Linked DNA regions of Gossypium hirsutum: region 1 is linked to region 2. Evidence: chromatin contacts called from public Hi-C data. All regions are on one chromosome and are shown on one strand. Each heading gives the region's core, a stretch centred on a gene start, on an enhancer-like site or on the middle of the called end of the contact. The rest is flanking DNA. Distances are from core to core; before and after follow the strand shown. Region 1 has its middle 36 kb from the start of LOC107953175. Region 2 holds the start of LOC107953174 (protein LATERAL ROOT PRIMORDIUM 1).

Region 1 (6,319 bases), core at 1,557-4,056, 120 kb after region 2:
AGTGAGTTCTTATAGACATGCGTTGGATGAGGAAAGTGGGGCTGAGAAAGTATGTCCCTAGGTGAATTTGTTGTAAGCAGTAACTTCAAATGTAGAGACTAGGAGTAGAGTAGTAGCTACTGTAAAGCTACGATTATAGGATTGCAGGGTTCGCATGCCGAGGGTAATGTTTTGCTATCTGTGTCTTTCACTTTGTTCGGTTTATTTTTATTATATTACGAAAAAGAGTGTGGATTTTGCCTCGAGCGTTGCCCATATCACCACCGCCTCACTAATGCTCGCTTCTCCCATCTATTCCTCGTTCCATATTCTTCTTCTCTTTTGTTTCCCTTTCTTCGTTAAAGTAATCTTCCCAACTCCTTGGATTTATTTTATCAGCTCCATACCTACTGCAATTTATCACATTTATAATGTTTTTATTTAATTAATAATATAAATGAAACAGGTATTATATTTCATTTATATTTTTTTTTCAATAGTTTATATTTAATTTTATTTTGAAAAAAATAAACTATATCCATAGTCATTTTTATTTATCTCATATTACATTTTAGTTACTTATATTTAAAATGTTACATTTTAATCACTTATGTTATCATATTATAACATTTTAGTCACTGAGTTATTAATTATCGTTAAAGGTGTAACAGTAAGCTAACGTGGCACGTTAAATTATCATTTCAAATAAAAATTTTAGGTTAAATTATACAATTGGCCTTCATATTTTTTCGTTTTGACCACTTTAACTTTTTTTCTTTTATGTTCTTTAAACTTTTCTTCTTTTTTATTTTTTTTTCCATTTCCTTTTGCTGCTCCTTCTGTTTCCCTACTTTCTCAATTTCTTTTAACATATCATGAAGTCGAATTGGCAATAAAGAGAATTGGCAATAAAGAAAGAAGTAGGAAGTCAAAAGTCATAAAAACTTATTAACTTATAGCATCTAACTATCAAAACCCTTCATCACCACCCATCATCTTCATTTCATCCACCAACACCTTCACCACTACCATGACATCATTCATGAAAAATCCAACAATATCATCCCCTCACAAAATAAACCCATGTTTAAATTAATTAAGAATCTAAGAATCAATTAAGAATCTAAGTAAACAACAATTAATAAGCTCAAAAAAATCACAGAGAGCCGAACATTAGACAATGATCAGTGATAGAAGAGCACATATCAAGAAATTGAGCCGATCTAATGGCCAGTGACAGAGATTCGATCTTGGACAATCCAAAAGTTAGGGCTTTTTTAGATGTTTTCAAAATGAGGTCATTGTAGTGATGAAGGCGTTAGTGCATGAAATGTAGATGATGAGTGGTGGTGGAGGGTTTTGATGGTTAGCAGATAGTATGGGTTTTAGTTATAAGCAACGATGGCTTTCGACTTCCTGCTTCTTTCTTTACTGTCAATTCGACTTCCTGATATATTAAAAGAAATGGAAAAGTAGGAAAATAAAGAAAGAAGCAAAAGATAATAGAAAATAAAGAGAAAATAAAAGGAAAAGTTTAAATAACATAAAAGAAAATAATTAAATTGCTCAAAACGAAAAAATATGGGAATCAATTATATAATTTAACCTAAAATTTTTGTTTGAATTGATGATTTAACGTGCCACATTAGCTTACTGTTACACCGTTAATGATAATTAACGACTCAATTACTAAAATGTTACAACACAATAACACAAATGATTAAAACGTAACATTTCAAACAAAATTGACTAAAATGTAACTTGAGATAAACAAAAGTAATCATGGGTGTAGTTTACCTTGAAAAAATCAAAATCAAAATGAAAATACTGAAATTTAAGATGAAATTTTTTATATGACATTAAATTATTAAAAATAGATAATATTTTTCTTTCATGCAATCCTTTCACTAATTTACTTAGTTTGATTATATTAGTGTTTTACAATCTTTTCTCAATCAATTACATTAAACATAAATAAATTATTATAGCGGTGAAATTTTTATATCATTAATTTTTTTTATATATAGCATTGATTTAAATGATACTTTTTCATTAAAAATTATAATATTTTGAGTTCGAGTTGTATTATATGTAGTAATTCTTTTCTATTTATATGAGATTGAAAAAATAACTCTCAAAGCAATAATATATTACTTTATAAAAATAAGAGATATTTAATAAATTTTTTATTGGGTTGAAACTCGATTGAAATGTAACACTAATTTAATAAAAATATTAAAGATGAGTATAAATAATAAATATTAAAAATATAAATGTATAATAAATTTTTTGGTCCTCTAACTTGAAAAAAATTATTTTAACTTTTCATTTAATTTCTAGTCTTTTTTTTAATCTTTGAACTTGTATTTTTTTATTAATCGCCCCAAATGGATAGATGGAAAAGTTAACATTTATTAACTTTGCTAGCATGATATACACATGGATGACATGTCAATATTTAATTAAATTTTTAATTTCTAAAAAATTAAAAAATATTTATTTTATACTTTTAAATAATTTTAAATAATATTTTTAATTTTAATAAACAATTTTTAATTTCTTAAATTTTTAAAAATAAAAAAAAATTAAAAATAATTAAATGATTAGGTGTCATCTACATGTATGTCATGTCAATAAAGTAAAAAGATAATTTTTTAATATTTTGGAATGATTTGATAAAAAGAGAAAATGTTAAAGAACTAAAAATGGATGAAAAATAAATGGAAAATTAAATTGATTTTTTAAAAAAAAAAATTAAGAGGCGAAATAAATCTATATGCCGAATATAAATAAGATAAAGCAGTAGTCTTTAACACAAGAAAAAGCCTAAGAAACGAAAGGTTGTGAATTTCGGTAGGCCCCTGCCTCTCTATTGGGCCACATGAACCTATTGGCTTCGGCTTATAATCAATTAGTCCCTTTTTTTTTTTAATTGTAATAAATTATCACAGTTAAGATAAGTCGATAATTTTTCATGTATTGAAAATTTATAATAAAAATAATCCTTTAAGACTTTAAAGATATTTGCTGACAATTTTTTCTAAATAATAATTTCTATCATCTTGAAAATTAAAGATATATATCAACCTTTTGGGATTAAAATTTCATTTTAAAATTATTGGGTTTGCATCTTTCTAATAAACAAGCTGGATTTGCAGGATTGAGAAATATTTATTTTTATTATATACAACATAATATTATATGTTAAAAAATATAATTTACCTTTAATACTTTTTTATATAATAATTTGAATTCAATTGTAAATAAATATTTTGTCAATAAATTACAACTTAGGTTTATAGATATTATTTTCGTATTAATAGAGAAGCTCATATTTGAACATAATTCTTACCTTACTTCTATAGAATAATAATTGGTATATTGTTAGTGGAGTTTTTAGATCACAATAAGCATTACGGAGGTGATAAGTGTTCTATAATAATATAATAAAATATTAAAAAATTAAAAAGAGAAACACATGAAAAGTTACTTGTGACAAAAAAAAAATTACATTACCAATGTATCAAATATTAACTCTACTTTTATATACTTCTAAATTTTACAATTGAGAGGAAAATTTTTAATCCCCTCCTACGTTTTTTATATTAATAATACGAAAAATTAATTAATTACAAAAATGAAATGAAAAATAAATTATTTATAAAAATTAGTTGTTTTGAATAATAATAGACAATGCTGTCAATTTATAAAGCCACACCATCTATAAAAAATAATATTTTAATAAAAATAAATAAAATAATATTTTAATTTAAAAAGATTGTCGCCAAACAAGGAGATGACACCCCTTTTCACACAGTTTTACTCCTTTTTTATATATATTTTTTAAAACAAATTTTATATATTTATAATTTCTGTTATTTTATTTTATTTTATAAAAAAGCTAAGTTGTTTTAATTTCACAATTTTATAATTTATGAATTTATGAATATTTAATATAATGATAAAATTGATTTTTCTTTTTTGTAAAATTGACATAAAAACCTTAAGAAAAACCATTTAAATAGTCACTAAAATTGCCAAATTTTGTTTTATTAATTTCATCACTTCACTTAGGTGAATTCTCAATTTTAGTCACTCCACAATTAAAATGTATTTGGTCACCAAATATAATGCTGATCTAGCCTTCTTTTGATTGCTATAAATTTAACCCTAATATTTTACACATTCTATTATGTTGATTATGTTTCTAAAAAATTCAATACATTTCACCCTCAACGTTTACACATTATCAACTCAATCATTATTCTAAATATTCAAAAATTTATAATTATAAAATATTAAAAAATAAAAATATAAAATTAAAAAAATAAAACAACTCAACTATTTTTATAAATATTAAAAATTTCAGTGACCAAAAGAGGAACCTGCTAAATAACTTTAGTGGATTTTTTAGGTAGTTTACCTTAATGTTTTTATGTCAATTTTAGGGTTTTTTTATCGGAATAATAAAAATAAAAATAAAAAACGAAAATGGGTTGTTGCTAAGATTAAGTACCAAAATGGTACATTTAGATGGGTGGAGGGTGGTGCATAGGCAGCACCACCCTCATTTTCTGACACTCTATAGTACAAAAAAAAAGGGACAAGACACGGATGGAGGGGCTGGTAGAGGCGACACCACTTTGGTAGGGATGGGACAGTTGCATGCTAAGTTCCTTTGTTTTTTTGTGTGTTTGGGGACCTTATAATGGTTCCCAAGTTTCATTTTCGCCCGTGAGTGAAGGAGAAGAAAAAGAATGAGAAGAAGAAGAAGGAGAATGAGAGGGCGGGAAGGGAAGGGAAGGGAAGGGAAGAGAAAAAGAAAGAAAAACAAATGAGAATAGAGAGAGAGAAGGAGAAAGAGAAGGAAAAAAATAGAAAAGAAAATGTAAATTATTTTTGTTATAAATTAATGGATTAATGTTAATTTAATTTGTTTTTTTTGTTATTATTGTTGATTTAATTCAGATTTAATTCTTAAATATAATTTTGTAAGGTATAATTTTGTTAAAAAGAGCTATTAAGATATGTTTGTATTTATTTTATAATTTTATTCATTCATAATTTATTTTTAATGTTTATTGAAGTAAAAAAGCCTATTTATGTTATGTATAAAAAATGTTTTATTATTTATATAATTTATTTGTTACGTGTGTTTTAAGTTGATTAGATATATTTTTTATGAAATTTATTTGGCATGTTATTTTTTTGATTATTTTATTTTTTATTTTTTTATGTAGGTAAAAGATGAGACCATTGATATGGATTTTTTTGATTATTTTATTTTTTATTTTTTTATGTAGGTAAAAGATGAGACCATTGATATGGAATTTGGAATTTATGAGATAAATTAGAAATTACTTTATATGTTTTAATTTTTTAAGATTTTATGTTCATTTATAAATAATAAAAATGAAATTTATTTTGAACTTCTATGAAAAAAGTATATTTTTTTATAATAATTAAGTTGTCGTGTTAGTATATATATATTATATTTTAAACAAAAAAATGTTTACTTATTATCATTTTAAAGTAATAATAAAAATATTTGTATTTATTATGTATCGTTTAAGTTATATTTTTGTTATTGACATGTTATTTTTAGTATTTTAATATAAAATTTACTTATTATCATTTTAAAATAATAATAAAACATTCATATTTATTATATATCATTTATGTTATTTTTTTATATTTTTTATTGGCATATTATTTTTTGTATTTTAATATAATTTTTTTATGCAGGTAAAAGATTAAACCATTGGGATGGAATTTCTGAATGGGACCATTGAGTTGGAGTTGGAATTTATAAGATATATTTATTTTGTTAATATAGTATATTGAAAAATATGATGTGGAAAAAACTGTTTGGTATTTTTTGTAATTAAAAAAAATATAAAATTTAGGTATTTTAAAAAATATTTAAAATCCATCAAACTTTGAAATTAATAACTGAAATTTGTTTTGAAATTGCAGGTATCGCAATAGCTCCATTGATTAAAAACGATGGTCACATATCAAACACAGTTAATAATATGGTAATATATTGTTATTTGTTAATTACGGATTCCCTTAAAAAAATCTACGTAATTTATGGAAATAAATTATGTTATTATAACTATTTTCTGTAATTTATCACTGTCAGGGCTCGTATCGTGCATTAAGGGGTCGAGTGAATGGTTTAGGATATTTCCTGGATAAACGAATGATGCTATACTTGGAGTTAACTGGATTCGCGTCAGCATCATGGATCCGAACATTTAATTTGCGGTATGATTTAATATCCGCATTGGTCGAGCGTTGGCGCCCGGAGACCCACACTTTCCATTTGCCGTGTGGG
Region 2 (6,055 bases), core at 3,077-5,576:
TAAAAACAGACATAATAGTTGAATACCAATGTATATATATTTTTATTTCTTTTTACTAACTTTTTCATTTCTCTATATACTCCTTTCCGAACAAGTATCAAACACAAGTGCTTCTCTTCGATGCATTTAAAGGTTGACAAAGGAAGCTACTAACCTCCTACAGCATTTTACATGTGCATTTAAAGGTGGGAAGCACTAGATCTTCTAAATTCTCAAAGCACCGACCTGTAAAAGCGTTGAGTTTTTTAAGGCATCTTGTTTACATATGCAGTAATGAGAGGAAAGAAACCAATGTAAAAGTTCCAGACTAAAAGAAGATTAATTTTTAAAGTTCAAACCCTTCACAATGCTTTCAGACATTGACGGATAAACAGATGAATAGCCAAAACCTTAATAACATAACCATTGCAGTTGCATGCAAACGGATTCCTACGAAAACATGAAATCTAAGGAGAAATATAATTATATAAAAAGGTAAAAAGCCTAGGAGAATAATATGATATTTGATGGAAATATAGTGCAAACTCACTTCATAAATCATCTAACTTGCAAAATCTTTCATATCTAAAGGAATCTTCATCATCTGACAATAAACAACTTAAGTCGTTAGATATCTTCAATTCGTAATCAATAAGAAATCTGGAATTTCTTTCCCTTCATTGTAAATGTAAAAGGAAATTTGCATATTTCTGGATACTTCAGCTTGAGTCATATGTACGGACAATGTAGCAAGGATCAACCATGTCAATGCAAGTTCTCGACAGACACAGAAATAAAAATAGAGAAGTGGATACAGTCATGTGTGGTAGATGTTTAGTTGTCTGATAAAGTGAAGTGCTTCAAACAACAACGCGACTGTCTTTTTCGGTGCACACATGGTTTTAAGAGGCGGCATTTTAGATTAGCATAAAACAAAATACAAGTAATATGGAAGGAAATAAGGATAATGGTAATCTACATGATGAAATCCACTTATTACAATAATATATCTAAAAGGGGACAACATGCCAACGGGCCGAAAGTAAGAGCCAAACAAACAATTAAATACAGGGTTTATCTTATTTTAATCCGTATCAGTCAACAATTATACACAAGCCAAAGAGATAGGTTACAAAATCTTGCACAACTCTAGGGAAAAAAGGAAAAAGTATGGCTTGAAGCTAAACAGACAAATCCGTCGCAAGTTATACACTTTAATACCAAGAACAAAACCGACATATGCTGATAGAATATTGAGTAAATGTCCAGTTAATTGCAAAACGTATTATAAGTACGACACATATATTACATTGAGGTCTAAATTTGGGTAAGGAACATTTCTAATACTAGGATAACAAAAGAAGCAAGTACATCAAACATTCATGAATGCATGCAACTGCAGGCTTGTCCACATTGCAAAAATGCTATAGCGATGAATTGGACCAACATCCGACTAATCATGAATTCCACGTTTGCTTCTGTTTCATTACTAATCATAAAACTAAACTAGTAGGATTAAAGAAATTTACCACTCAAGCATTGCACCAGCAAATTAAGTAGTGTGTGGATATTCATGGCACTGTCTTTTGATGATGGAAAGCACTTTGTACTGTAGATTTCACTTTTGTCAAACACAACTCTAATGATAAAACGGGAATAAGAAAAAAGCAAACAAGTTTTATCAACAAAAAATATTCAAGAACTACAATTTTGTAGAAATGCAGGATCTCAAGATCTTAGCTTTATTTTATATGATCTGTAAATTCGCTACAAAACATGTTCTAATAGGGTAAGTAAATGTAAACTCGTTGACAAGATGATGAGTATGACCCACTTGAGTGCAATTTTAAAGACAAATAAACAGGAAAAATCGAAGGCCAAAGACAGTTGAAACCCCAGAAAAGGAAAAAAAAATATTTAATATGGATATTGAATCTACAAAGTGAGAATTTACCAAACCATATGAATAATTAGTATGCAGCAGAAAAAGGAAGGATTTTAGAGGAGAATGAAACCCCATATCAATCAATCCACTATTGCTTACTCCTCAGTTTATTGGATTACCATAAGTTGAACCACCAAGCAAGCCACCTCCAGTGGCGGCATATACCTGAGAAGGATCAAGAACAGGTGAGGATGATGAACCCCCATTTGTCCCACTGCCGCCACCAAGATGCAATTCAGATATATTTGGAAACCCATCTCTTCCTTCAACTCCTTGGTCATAAAGGAACCCTTTGAACACATGTCCACCAATCTTAACAACTGCTTGATATGCATACTCATCTTCACCATCCTCTACTGCTGTCACTCTTACACACTTGAATACCGCCGGTGCACGTACTTGCCCCGGCAATGTCTCTTTAAAGCCTGCATCTGCATAGTAAAAAGAAAAAAGAAAAATTCAGTCCAAACCCTACTCAAATTCAGCCTCCTGAAACAACCCTAACAATTAAAGAATAAACCAATCTTGCTAAATAAATAAAGCCATGAACTAGAAAACCAAGCAACAAAAGAGAAGGCAAAAAGCAAACCTTGGTGACTTGAGCTAGTGTCTAAGCTTCTTGGAGTAGTGTTTGAAGTTGATGTATGAGGAGTAGTTGTAGTCTGTGAAGTCACAAGTCTCGGCTTCTTAGCCCCAGAAGTAGACCCTGACGAGCCAGCACAGGCAGTAGTAGGGGCGGCCGCCATCAGCTGGCGCTCTCTTCTCCTAGCAGCAGGTACCCACGTGCTCTTCACGTGAGTAGGGCAATCAAATCCCCGACTTTTACAGCATGTTCTACATCTCCTATGACTACAATCTTTCTTGGACTGGTTCCCACAATCTTGACATGTAGTCCCTGAGCTTGTACCTGAGCCACCACTCCCACCTCCCATCCCACCGCCACCACTGGTTTGTATCAAATTCATGGAAGAATTGTTATTGTCAAGGATTGAAGATGGTTTTTTAAGATAATTAGGAGAGGTTTGGTTCTGCCATAACTGCATCCCACTGAGTTTGTTACGACCACTGTTATTCACTAAATCAGAATCTTCCATATTTTGAGGAGCTAAGCATGGAGATGCTGTAAGGAGTGGGAAAACACCAACGCCAACACCAAGTGCCGTGGCAGCATTTTGACCGTTGATTTGATCATTTCCGATGATGGGATCTTGAGCATGGTTGTGATGGTGATGGTGATGATGGTTAAAAGACGCAGGAGCAACAACAACGAAATCGCGGAGACCAACCATCCCCATTTCAGAAGGAAGCCCGTAGTTGAGTGGACGAGCTGAGGGTGGCCATTGAGCGCTGGTGGATCCAGGTGGAGCAGCCACCGCGGCAGCCGCGTTTGCGTTGAAGCCAAGGGACAGGTCATCGGGGCCAGCTCGGATTGCTGCGGACGATGATGTCGCCCAATCTGCAAAGGCTCCTGAGTCTGAAGGTAGCTGCCTTCTTGTGGTAGCCACAATGACAACGATAATAACGAAATTATATAGATAAAGACGTCTCCTTCAATTGCTGAAAACTCAATCTTTACAAACATAAAACATAATCAAGAGTAAAAGTCAAGTTTCAATATGAAAAAGGAAAACAAGGGAAAAACCAAAAAAGAAAAGATGGAGAGAAGTGGAGAAAGAAGATATCTCTCTATTTAGGTGTTATATGAGTTGGAGAGAAGGGGGAAAGGGTGGGGTCGAATCTCTGAAATTGTAACAGAAGAAGATAAAAAGAAAGAGAAAGAGATCTTTGTTGGGTGGCTTTCCAATTAGTGAACAGCACAGCAAGCAGAATTGTTTATTTCTTTTTTTTTTTTGGCTCTCCTTTGCCTTCTGCCATTAATCTGCTAGCTATACTGAAAGAGATTGCGAGTTTTCTGTTAGCTTAGCTGCGGCTACTGCTACTGTCACTTTGACTCAGTTCCTTTCTGGGTTAACTAAAACATATAATAGGAAGGAGGAAAAAAATTTGAAAGGAAATCAAATGAAAGCCCCAAGCCAAGCTGAAACTACTGGTCTTCTGAAACTACTGCAGTCTTGTAGTAATATAAGATAACAAAAAAACATATGTATTAGGATGAAGTAACGAAACGAGCCTTTTCTTCTGTTGTCTTTCTTTATTTCTTATATATATGTATGTTTCTTCTTCAGTAGTTGTTTGTTGCCGACCTTTCTCTTCCAGTCCACATCTTTTCCTTTCCACATCTTTTCCTTCATCAGCTACATGTTCTTTGTTTATTTTTAATTTGGTTTGTTCCTTTTATTTACTAGAAAGCAATACTGAGGTGGGTTCCTCTCTACCTCTCACTCCCTTTTGCTTTGCTTTCTCTCTCCCTCTCTCTCCAATAATCACACGCTAACTATAGAATGAATGATGAGAAAAAAGGGTATAAAGACTTTTGTTCTTTAGTTTTTGTAATTTTTTGCGCCCTCTTTAAGCTCACCTCACTATCCACCTTTCCATGGAGTGCTCGGTTTCATAAATTCGACCCGGATTACACTAAATGCTCAAGTTAGAGCATAATTTTTCAAGGGTGTCTCATTTTTAAAATAAGATGTATAACAATTGAAAATAAAATTAAAGAATAAAAACATAATTTGAAACATGCTTTACAATAATCGAGAAATTCTTATTTGAGCAAATTTAGTCTTTATTTTAATATTTTTAGAAGGCTTACCCTTTATTTAAACATTTTTATAGATATTAGATTCTTATATAATCATTTTAAAATATTTAGTGCATATGTGAATAATCTCAACCTAAATTTAAATAAAAATTATTTTATAATTTAATTTGATTTCATTAATAAATTTTTATCTATATTTTAAATGATAATACAAGATTTGAAATCAATCTAAATTTATTGAAGTGACACTGACCTTGTTTTGTCCTAGTGGAAACACAAGTTCAAATTCTAGCGAACATACATTTGACTTAATGAAGAATAGTTTCAAGTTTAAGTTAACACTCAGGGTAAAACAAATGAATCTATCTAATTTATAAACTCTAAATTTGAATATCATAGTAATCCTTCCATTATATTTTAGATTGTATTTTGGTCTTTTTTATTAAAAATTAGATAAATTAATCATTTTATGTTAGATGAACGAGTAAAATAATCTCCTCATTAAAATTTTATTTTAAATGTTTATTTTTGTTGTTTTATATATAAAACATAATAGCAAATTAAACCCTTAATATTTATACATTTATTCAATTTGACACTTACCTCAAATTCATTATTAATGTGACACTATTTTGTATTATTTGCCACCTCAAAAAATAATTTTAAAGTAAAAAATAAAAATTCAAAAATAATAAATAAAAGTTATAATTCTAAAAATGAAAAAGCTCCTTAAAATAAAAAAAATTTAAATTTATAATAAAAATGAAAATAATTTTAAAAATTACAAAAAAATCCAAGATTTATGAAAAAAATCTTCAAAGGTATTTTAATTCGATATTCAATAAAACATTTCGAAATTTAAAATTAATTAAATCGTCCTCAATAGATTTAAGGAGGATTTAGTTCGTCTCCAACAGTTATTCTTTAAAATTTTATCTTTCAAAAATTTAGGAACGAATATAAATAATCATCCTTTATAAGGATGAATTTCGTCCCTAAAACATTATCGACGAATATCCCCAAATTCATAGAAACATAGGGACAAATATCAACCCTAATTCTTTGGAGATGAATATCATCCCAAAAATTACTAAAAAATACAAAAAATTTTAAGGAGGTTATTTCTCTCTAAAAAAAATATTCTTTATAACACATTCTCAAAATATTAATTTTTATTTAATAAGTAACTATTGTAATTTTAAATCTAGTAGTACGAATTCTTAAGAAAAAAAAAAGGTAATTATCTACATTTACGTAAAATAAAAATAAATAAAATCCACAATATTAAATTCTATTGAAATTTTAAATATAGTGTTTATAAAGATCTAATAATATCTTTGTGTGAGTATATTAGAAAAGTGCAGTAGCTTGAGAAGATTGATGTTGAAGAAGTTGCGAATGCCTATTGCCTATTGCCTATTGCCTATTGCCTGTTGCCTGTGCCGGACTTAATTCATTATTGAAACAGA

Evidence for each region. A called contact is a pair of places that touch in the nucleus more often than the background predicts.
Region 1: a Hi-C map of leaf shows a contact between it and region 2, with 1.9 times the contacts expected there. The contact joins the enhancer-like site here to the promoter of LOC107953174 in region 2. A contact is called at or near these places in 9 of 34 Hi-C or Micro-C datasets (callus, hypocotyl, leaf and 1 more).

What each region holds. Positions count from the first base shown.
Region 1 is chrA07:24,159,450-24,165,768 of Gossypium_hirsutum_v2.1, forward strand. No RefSeq gene overlaps it. Among protein-coding and RNA genes, the nearest start is that of LOC107953175, 36 kb to the right of the region's middle. Within about 2 kb of position 2,807, at least 1 of the 9 cell types and tissues checked has an H3K27ac peak or open chromatin away from gene starts, as enhancers often do. A contact at or near this core is called in leaf, where this site is marked.
Region 2 is chrA07:24,038,049-24,044,103 of Gossypium_hirsutum_v2.1, forward strand. LOC107953174 (protein LATERAL ROOT PRIMORDIUM 1) reads right to left here and starts at 4,327. Exons shown (of 2, transcript XM_041117808.1): 1 at 2,514-4,327; 2 at 1,637-2,355. The coding sequence starts at 3,219. The coding sequence ends at 2,027.